3 separate regions of the Sus scrofa genome follow, and all the other regions are linked to region 2. A link is a contact called in public HiChIP or PLAC-seq data. All regions are on one chromosome and are shown on one strand. Each heading gives the region's core, a stretch centred on a gene start, on an enhancer-like site or on the middle of the called end of the contact. The rest is flanking DNA. Distances are from core to core; before and after follow the strand shown. Region 1 has its middle 8.7 kb from the start of ODC1. Region 2 has its middle 16 kb from the start of KLF11. Region 3 overlaps NOL10 (nucleolar protein 10).

Region 1 (3,024 bases), core at 173-2,672, 360 kb after region 2:
TGTGATTTGTATTTGCTACATGACAGATGAACTCATGGGAATTTCTTCCCGTGTCCTATCTAAAATTAGGAGGATAAAGATTCAGAATAGGAGTTCCCGTTGTGGTTCAACAGATTAAGAACCTGATCAGTATCCATGAGCATGCGAGTTCGGTCCTTGGCCTCGATCAGTGCGTTAAGGAGCCAGCGTTGCTGTGAGCTATGGTGTAGGTCGCAGGTGGCAGATGCAGCTTGGATCTGGCATTGCTGTGGCTGTGGTGGAGGCCGGCAGCTGTAGCTCTGATTCAAGCTCTAGCCTGGGAACCTGCATATGCCACGAGTGTGGCCCTAAAAAGACAAAAAAGCAAAAACAAAAACAAAAGGTTTGGAATATTTTCCTTTGGTCATTTATTCATTCGTTCAATATGTGTTGATGTTGAGTGTCTCCAACATGCTGGTGGTGTGTGGGGCAAGGGACGAGCCCCCTCTGGAGCTTCTGTGGGCTGGGCTCCTGGGGGCCTGCGGGGAACTGATGGGGAAGGACCCTGACCTTCTCCCAGCGCTCCAAGAAAACCGTCTCTTTGTTTTATTTTCTCTTAAGCTCCTGGTGACGGCGTCTGACCCAACATGCCGCAGCACCTCTGCTGGCTTTTGCCTCGGCCCCGTTTCTGCCCGAGCCCCACCCCAGTGGGGCCCCACCTCTGGGAATCCCCAGAGCCCGCAAGGCTTCTTCCTCCTGCGGCGGGAGCAGCGTGCGAAGGGCCCTTGCACAACCTGGGCCTCCTGGAAGGCGTGTACTCGGCCTAAGCGTCCCTTTGCTGCCAAGTCAGAACCGAGACCATCCGAATAGCCTCTGGCATCTCGCCGGACTGAGCCACGGGGGGCCCTGGCTGCAGAGCTCCGGAGGAGAGGCTGCAGGAGGGTCTGAAGGGGATGCTTGTTGCCTCCCGTCGGACAGCCGGGAGCCCTCGTGCCGGGCCAGGGCCCCTCCAGCCACTTTGGAGATGCACGGAGGAGGCCCCGGCCTGCGAGAGCTTATCGTCAGAGAGGGCTGCTGTCCCCAGGCTTGTGTCCGAGTGTTCTGGTCACTGGGGCGGCGGTCACACAGGGTGCCACTGTGGGGCCCCAGGGCAAAGGCAGGAACTCTGCTCTGGGTATTAGAAACAGCTCGTGGAGAGGTCTGGGCTTGGAAAGGCTGGACCAGGGAGAGTTGGGGAGGGGCCCAGGACACGCAGGACAAGATCAAGACCAGGGGACACAGAGAGGCAGCTGGCCATGGGCCCAGCCTCCCTCGGGGAGAGGACAGAGGGCTCATTCTGGGGGCAGCGCCCGGCCCCCAGGGGCTAGTCCTCCATCCAGCAGACAATCTGACTCTGGCCTCATCCTGTGCTTCCCACCTGCCCACCCAAATCCTTGCAGACAACGGGACCTGGCGAGCTCAAGGGGCGAGGAGTCCCCTCCCTGCCCTGAGTACAGAACCTTCTACTCTGGCACGCCATGCCCTGTATCGCTCAGGCCAGAGCAGGCAAGACTGTTCAGAAGGGGGAATGGCACGAGGTGGGAACCCATCTCGGCGATAAGAGCATATCGAAGCGATGCAGGGTGCCCCGCCCACCACAGGGCCAGATCAGCAGGAGCCCGGGCCACCTGCCCCGTGGGGGCTGTCCGGCGGGGACTGGAACCACTGAGGGAGGCGCTGACCAGAGGGGCTGGAACCCAGGGGAAGCAGCCAGTCCTGGGGAGAGTCAGGAGGGAGAGGAGGCTTCTGTTCCCACCAGGGCCTCTGGATTGGAAGCTGTTGGCCAGAGAGCCAGCACGCGTGTTTCCTGGGTCAGCCCCCATCTCCACTCCCCTCAAGAAAAGAGCAGGACCTGGGGGGCGGGGGGGGGGTAGGGAATGGGTCTGGGATCAAACAAGCCAGGGATGGGCATGGTTCGAATCTTCCTGCCTCCCCAGGAGGACACTTCCTACGAAGAGCCTGGTAAGCAAGTAAGTGTTACATTACTCGCTGGCGTAAGCAGCAGGGGAAATTAATCATCTCACATAACCACAAGTCTCAGGGAAGGGAGGCTCCGGTGTCATTCACACAGAGCCTCGAGAGCGCCGGAGACCCGGGTCTTCCCATCTGTCTCACTTCCGTGGGCAGAGTGGAGACCCAGCTGCCCTTGTGGTTCTAAGACGGCCCCGGTTCTGGGCATCAGGAGCAGACAAGGCAGAGGACCCAGCAGGAGAGAAAGGGCCTCCCTTCCCCTATGTCTCTCTTTACCCAACAAATCCTTTTCCCCAGCGGACTTCCCTTCCCGTCTGGTGGGTGGAACGGACCGCATGCTCTGGCCTCCTCCATCCCGAGAAAGAGAGTAGCACCTCTGTGGTTGACTTAAGCTGATCACGATGCCCCGCCAGCCCTGGAGATGGGCTCAGACCTCCTATGCCGCTAGCGTGGTTACTTGGAAGACGCTGTCTGTTACGGGTTAAATTGGTGTCACCCCACCCCCCGCCCCCATACATACCTTAACGTCCTAAGCCCCTCAGAACGTGCTCTCATTTGGAGATAGGGGTTTTTTTTAATAGGCGTTGTTGCGTTCAATGAAATCATTAGGATGGCATTAGAACGGGCCATAATCCAATCTGACTTTGTTGTTGCCGGGTGCTTTTTTTTGTGGGGGGGGTCTCTGCCAAGGCATGTGAAAGTTCTCAGGCCAGGGATCAAACCCCCACCACAGCAGCGACCTGGCCCGCTGCAGTGACGATGCCTGACCCTTAACCCACTGCACACCAGGGAACTCCCAATATGACGTGTAAAAGGGGGAAATTTGGGTGCAGAGAGACAAGCACAGAGAGATGTAAAGGCACAGGGGGAAGCCATGGGGCCATGAGGCCAAGATCAAGGTAAGGCTTCTCCATGTCAAGGAAGGCCAAAGATGGCCAGAAAGCCCTGGAAGCTGGCGGGGTGTGGGGGGGAGGGGGCTGGGGGCTGGAAGAGATGGGGCCCTCGCAGCCTTCGGAAGCAATGAACCCTGCCTGAGCTTGGGTTTGCAGCCTGCAG
Region 2 (3,029 bases), core at 81-2,580:
GGGGCTGCCGCTGGAGAGAGACTGGGGCAGGGAGATGTGGGCAGCCTCCAGACTAAGCACAGCCCCGGAGGACAGCCGGGAAGAGGCTGGCCCTCCGTCATGGATCTGCAAGGGAAGGAATTCTGCGACAGCCTGAGGGAGCAGAGAAGCCGATTCTTCCCCGGTCAAGTCTCCACGTGAGAACACAGCTCAAGGCCGCCTTGACTGGCGCTTGAGGAGACCCCCAGCAGAAGACCCCACCAGGCCTTGTCCTGACTCCTCTTATTATCTCACGGAAGCTGAGATAATAAATGTGTGCCGCTTTAAGCCTCTGGTTTTGTGGTCATTTGTCACACAGCACAGAAAACTAAGACTCCCCTGTTTTTCTCCGCAGTAGGAAGTGACTGCTGCTGCCACAGCCGGGTCTCCCAGCCTGGGCGCCTCGCACCTGTCACTCTGCCCTCCACACGCGGTCAGAGGCAAAGTCCTCAGAGGCAAACATTCTTGCCTGTTCCCTAGGTCCTGTCCACACCTGCTCTGGTTCTCAGAATAAAATGCAAACCCTTGGTCTTTCTAAACGTGCTCCCAACTCCCACCTGTCCGTGTGTGAGAACTAGAGACCAGTTCCCTCCAGCCTCACGCTCCAGGCTTTTGTGAGCCACTCGTTTTCTTCTGGATCTCCCCCACCCCCACCTCTCCCACACCCCCCCCCCACACACACACATGCACGCACACACTTCCTTTCTCTTCCTTTTTCCTTTCCTCTTTGAAGCTCGGCTCAAAGTGCCGGTCTGCCTAGGGTTCTCCCTTCCCCATGCAGTTCCTCTGGCCCAGCCCCCGGTGCCTGGTCACCTGTGCGCCCCCTCTGTCCTCCCCCAGGCTGTGGATTCCCAGAGGGCAGCAAAATCTCGCTGGCTCAGGGCTGGCTCTCAGCAAGGGTCTGATGAAATGAAGGAATGACTAGCATGTCCACTTTCCGGCTGGGGCTGGGGCTCAGTTCGCCCTTTCACGCCCTCCGAATGAGGAGCGGGATCTGCACAGGAATGGCCAGTCTTGGGACCGCATGCTCCCCAAGCCCACTCCCTGAGCTGGACTAACTGGACAGCAAGAGTCCAGCTAGCAGCTGCTGGAATCCGGAGAGGCTGGTTGGGCTCTTTCATCTCCGCTTCTGCCTGTCCACTGCCACCTCATCAACAGGGTCCCCTCACACCCCAGAGGGGGAAACTGAGGCTGAGGCAGAAAGGAGCCTGCCTGCCCAGGAGCCCCTGCCCCCGCTCCCCAGGGGCTGCTGAGGCCACCAGCTCGGGTGTGTCCCTCTGCAGAGGAAGTGGGCCGGGCACCCGCAGGCGGGGGAGGGACTCTCCCCAGGGTGGGGAGCTTCCTGCTCTCGGGGGAGCAAAGGCCTCCGTGGGCCCAGTGGGACCAGGAGCCTCCAGGACCCTTGCCATGGGCCTCCACCCAGAGGAAGGCACTGAGCCTGCGACACCCTTCCCCTCCCTTTCTCCCCCTTTCTTCTCCACCCAGGGCTTTGTGACCGGAGCCAGGAAGCTGCAGGGCTGGGCGCTTGAACGGCCTCCAAGCCCTGCTTTGCAATGGCTGAGCTCTAAAGTGGGAGCGCGTGTCCCCAACTGCCTGGCTGCAGGGCGCGGTGCTCTCGAGAGCAGCCCGGGACCACCCCGCTGCAAGCTCACGCCGTGCAAGTTCGGTGGGGTCGTCTCTACCCCAGCGTTTCGCGGTGACACCCCTGCCCCCGGGACTTCAGCCCCTGCTCCTGCCAAGGTTTCCGGGGTGAGGGGTGCCATCCCCGTGGGAGGTCCCGGCTGTCCCCTTCTCCCTCGGGCACAGAATAAAAAGCTCCCGCCCACCGCCAACATCACCCCACAGCTGGCTCTGACGTGAGGGGAAGGTTGGGCCCAGCCACGACCAGGAAGCTACCTGCTTGGCTGAGGATAATTTGACGGCCGATAAGGAGCACGTTTTGTGGCGCGTCACCCCTAATTCTTAACACCACCCGACTGGGGAGGTGTTATTAGTCCCATTTCAGGGCTGAAGAAACTGAGCACCTATGGGTGATCACGAGAGAATGGAGGACAAAGGGCTTTTTGGAGGCACCATGTGTGTAAGGAGTCATCACAGCCCACACGTGTGGCTCTTCACTCAGGCGGCCCAAGATCTGGGGTCAGGCCTCGAGAGCAGACCAGCCAGAGGTCAGAGGTTCCCACCTGGGAGAGAGGCAGGCGCCCCTGGGCCCCTGATCACAGTGCAAGAGGTGTCATGTCACCCAGCAGCCACCACGACTCCCCAAGCCTCCTCCTGAGCCCAAGTGCCAGGGCGTCCCAGGGCCCACAGGGCCCGAGGCCTCCAGAAGCCCCATAAAGGAGCCCAGGAGGAAACCAGCGGACGCGCGTGCTGCACAGGCTGGAAGTGGGGTGTGAGGAAGGCCAGTTAGGATGCCTGCCCAGCTCCCACTTCCCTGGGGGTTAACCTCTGCCAGTCAAAGTGCCACCCAGCACCAGAGAGGACTGGGGACCAAGGCTGTGATGGGCCAGAGAAGACCGAGGGACGTCAGCCTCTCTCCCCCGACTCTTGGCCAGCCTGTGGGGCGGGCATCTTGGCAGACCCCTGATGTGGGGCCATGAACTTTGGAATGACTCCCTGGCCAGCTCTGCACTTACTGGGTTGGTATATATTCAATAACAGGCGTGCCAAGGACTCATGGCGGCTAGCTTGAGGCAGATAGCACGGCCAACCTAGGCAAGAGCCGAGGAGGGATGCCCTAGTGAGGCGGCTGTTGCTCTGTGCAAGAATGGGCTGCCGAGGGCATACAGCCCGAAGCACCTTGGGGTCCTGGCAGTGGTCTCAGAGAGACATTACTGAGTGATGGCTTGAAACAGGATCTTAATTCTCTACGCAGGAATTGAACCTAGGCAGCCCGGGTGAAAACCAGGAACCCTGGCCACTAAAGCAGATTTGTCCCGATTCTTGCCCGCTGTTGAAAGCAAGAATATTTCAAGGAGGCAAAGACTGTAAAAACAGGTACAAAGTTTATG
Region 3 (2,738 bases), core at 42-2,541, 500 kb after region 2:
TGGACATCCACGCTGTTGTGCAACCACTACCGCTGTCCATTTCCAGGACGTTCTCATCATTCCAAGTGACTCTCCGAACCTAATTCAGTGATGCCCATCCCCCACCCTTCGACCCCTGGCAGCCACCACCCCACTTTCTGTCTCTGTATTCAATTATTCTAGGACATCAATCTGGCCTCTCCGTTCTGCTACAAAAGGCTTACCATTTCTGGCAACTTTTCCAAGGGACCATTTTATTTTTATTTCCTCTTTAGGGCTGCTCCTGTGGCATATGGAAGTCCCCAGGCTAGAGGTGAATCAGAGCTGCAGCTGCCGGCCTCCATCACAGCCACAGTGACGTGGGATTGGAGCTGCATCTGTGACCTACACCACAGCCTGTGGCAACACCAGACCCTCAACCCACTGAGCGAGGCCAGGGATCGAACCTGAAGCCTCATGGATACTAGTTGGGTTCTTAACCTATTGAGCCACAATGGGAACTCCTCCAAGTGACCGTTTTAATAATTAGGTAAACCAAGGTAAGAGTAAACATAACTGAAATTCTCATTTTAAAATATAGCTTATTCAAGAAGTTGTTACCTTTTAATTGCCACTATAATTTAGGAGTGTGGCTTTTGCAGTAAAAAGCTCACTAATGCATATATTTACCAATACTCACGGGGCCACACCCTTAACATACTGTATGTAAACTGTACCTCAAAAAGTTGTTAAAAATACTCCCAACAAAGACCAGTCGATTTTTCCTCAGGCCTTGTGGCGCTTCCCTCACATTCACTCCAGAGATCAAAATGCCACCTCGAGGGCAAGGGCCCAGCCAGGAAGGGCAAGGCTGGCAGCTTGTCCAGCCACCACCGAGGGCAGCAGGGCAGCGCTACTCACTTCATCAGCTTCTGCTTTGTGGCGGAATCTTGGAAGCTTCTGAATTCTTCGCCTGCTTTGATCTCGTAAAACTGGGGTTTGAGGACGGTCTGCTGGTCCTCCCTGCGTTGCTCCTGCCGCTTCCGCTTTTCCTCCTGCTGCAGGAGCCGGCGCTGCTTCCTGACCTCTGCCACCCAGTCTTTTTCATCATCTGAGCTCTCGGAGCTTTCCGCATCGCTTGGTTTTCCTTCCGGCTCTTCCTCCTCTTCCTGCAAATGAAATGAGTAAGCAGCAGCTCCTTCCCCAGCCCCCAGCACTGCCCCCCCACCCCGGTTCTCTGTTAGCAGCACTCTCGCCTGGGGGCATGGGACAGCGCGGGCATCAGAGGCGCCTGCAACTGAAGAAACGCCCAGGCTGAAGGTCAAGGACAGCTCGAGTTTGCGTGACGCCTCTTGCAACGTACAGAAACCATTACGGCCCACAAACGGGAGCAAGTTCTATGTGACCAAGAGAGTGCATTACTTTTTCAGGAAGTTCCTGTTGCTCTAAGAGTCTGAGTTTCTTCTTCCTTTTTTCACTGATTTTGGAAACAAGTGGATTCAGAAGCCGAAATTCTTCGCTCTCTTCATCAACTTGGAAGTCAGGGTTCTCGAACATCACTTTAAATCGATCATCCGTGAGAATGTTAGGAAGGCTCTGAAAGAAGAAGGATGCCAAAATTGAACATGAACACCACCATAAAATCTGACCAGAAAGGTGGCTTCAAAACATTTCACCCAACACGAAATCAACAAGCTGCACAAGGCAGGACTTAGTAAATCCCCATGACACTGTTTTACGACTCGTTTCCAGAACTGCTAATTGCTTATCTCTTACCCACAGATTCTACTAATTTATTGCCCAGAAAATATGTATCACTTGGCTGTTACACAGAAAGAGCCAAGAGGGAGTCTTCTGAGCTGGCTTTATGCTTCAAACATTTGAAAGGACGTTCACCAATGAACACTTTTCGATGCGAAACATTTTTCAAGGAAATAGATGTTTCTGAAATACGGCTTTTCAAGCAAAGCTACTACACCGAATGAAGATCAGTGAGTCTTTCACGCCACATTTCGCCGTCTGGCGAGGAGGTACACACCGCTCACACGCCGAGCTTTGACGCGGTGGGGAGCTGGCGGGGAGCTGACCGACGGCACCGAGGAGTTACTGGGAACGTCAGGGAGACTTCCTTCCCTTACAGGTCAGCCTCGGCTCCCCCCCCCCACCCCCGGCCATTTCACTGTCCTCAAGGGATACCGATTTGGCATCAAAAAACTTGACTCAAAAAACCTGACACCTGAGCCCGACCTGAATAGCTCAGGACTGCACTCAGCTCCTTTTCATCTGTACCACTTCTGAACACGAAGTTTTCTAGAATGTACTATAAACTTTCCTCTTCACTAAAGAGAGGGTCATCTTATACCCTCGGGGCTCTCCTATTGCTCCTTATCTGCCATAGGCTTGGAACCCAGATAAGTCAACCTACCTCCCGCGGACTGCAAAGTAAACAGCACGAACACAGGCTGGAAAACCAAACCTGCTGGTGGCGGGCTCGGCTACGTAACAGACTGATTTCACTGCCTGTTCGGTACTATTTGCAGAGTAAATAAGGCTGTAAGTAGCTGAAGTCTGACATCTGTACTTGGATACAGGGCTACAAACACCGAAGCTGGTAAAACCTGGGACATCACGGAGCCTGGGCTGTTTATTACACACATGCCCTGAAAATCTGTCCAACCCTTACTAGAATTCTATGAGATACTGAACATATATTTGTGGGGTTTTTAGCTTCTTTTTTTTTTTTTTTACAAATGATTCTTCTTTTTCTCTTTTGGTCTGTT

What was found. HiChIP or PLAC-seq counts read pairs in DNA pulled down with a chosen protein or histone mark.
Region 1: a contact with region 2 is called in an H3K27ac HiChIP or PLAC-seq map of alveolar macrophages. The contact joins two enhancer-like sites. A contact is called at or near these places in 1 of 5 promoter capture datasets (liver) and 1 of 2 datasets of contacts at active chromatin or transcription factors (alveolar macrophages).
Region 3: a contact with region 2 is called in an H3K27ac HiChIP or PLAC-seq map of alveolar macrophages. The contact joins two enhancer-like sites. A contact is called at or near these places in 1 of 5 promoter capture datasets (fetal liver) and 1 of 2 datasets of contacts at active chromatin or transcription factors (alveolar macrophages).

The regions. Positions count from the first base shown.
Region 1 is chr3:126,079,574-126,082,597 of Sscrofa11.1, reverse strand. No RefSeq gene overlaps it. Among named protein-coding and RNA genes, the nearest start is that of ODC1, 8.7 kb to the left of the region's middle. Within about 2 kb of position 1,422, at least 16 of the 83 cell types and tissues checked have an H3K27ac peak or open chromatin away from gene starts, as enhancers often do. A contact at or near this core is called in alveolar macrophages, where this site is marked.
Region 2 is chr3:126,444,437-126,447,465 of Sscrofa11.1, reverse strand. No RefSeq gene overlaps it. Among named protein-coding and RNA genes, the nearest start is that of KLF11, 16 kb to the right of the region's middle. Within about 2 kb of position 1,330, at least 34 of the 83 cell types and tissues checked have an H3K27ac peak or open chromatin away from gene starts, as enhancers often do. A contact at or near this core is called in alveolar macrophages, where this site is marked.
Region 3 is chr3:125,941,859-125,944,596 of Sscrofa11.1, reverse strand. It overlaps NOL10 (nucleolar protein 10), which reads right to left. Exons shown (of 21, transcript XM_021087848.1): 18 at 1,381-1,554; 19 at 880-1,127. Among named protein-coding and RNA genes, the nearest start is that of NOL10, 82 kb to the right of the region's middle. Within about 2 kb of position 1,291, at least 4 of the 83 cell types and tissues checked have an H3K27ac peak or open chromatin away from gene starts, as enhancers often do. A contact at or near this core is called in alveolar macrophages, where this site is marked.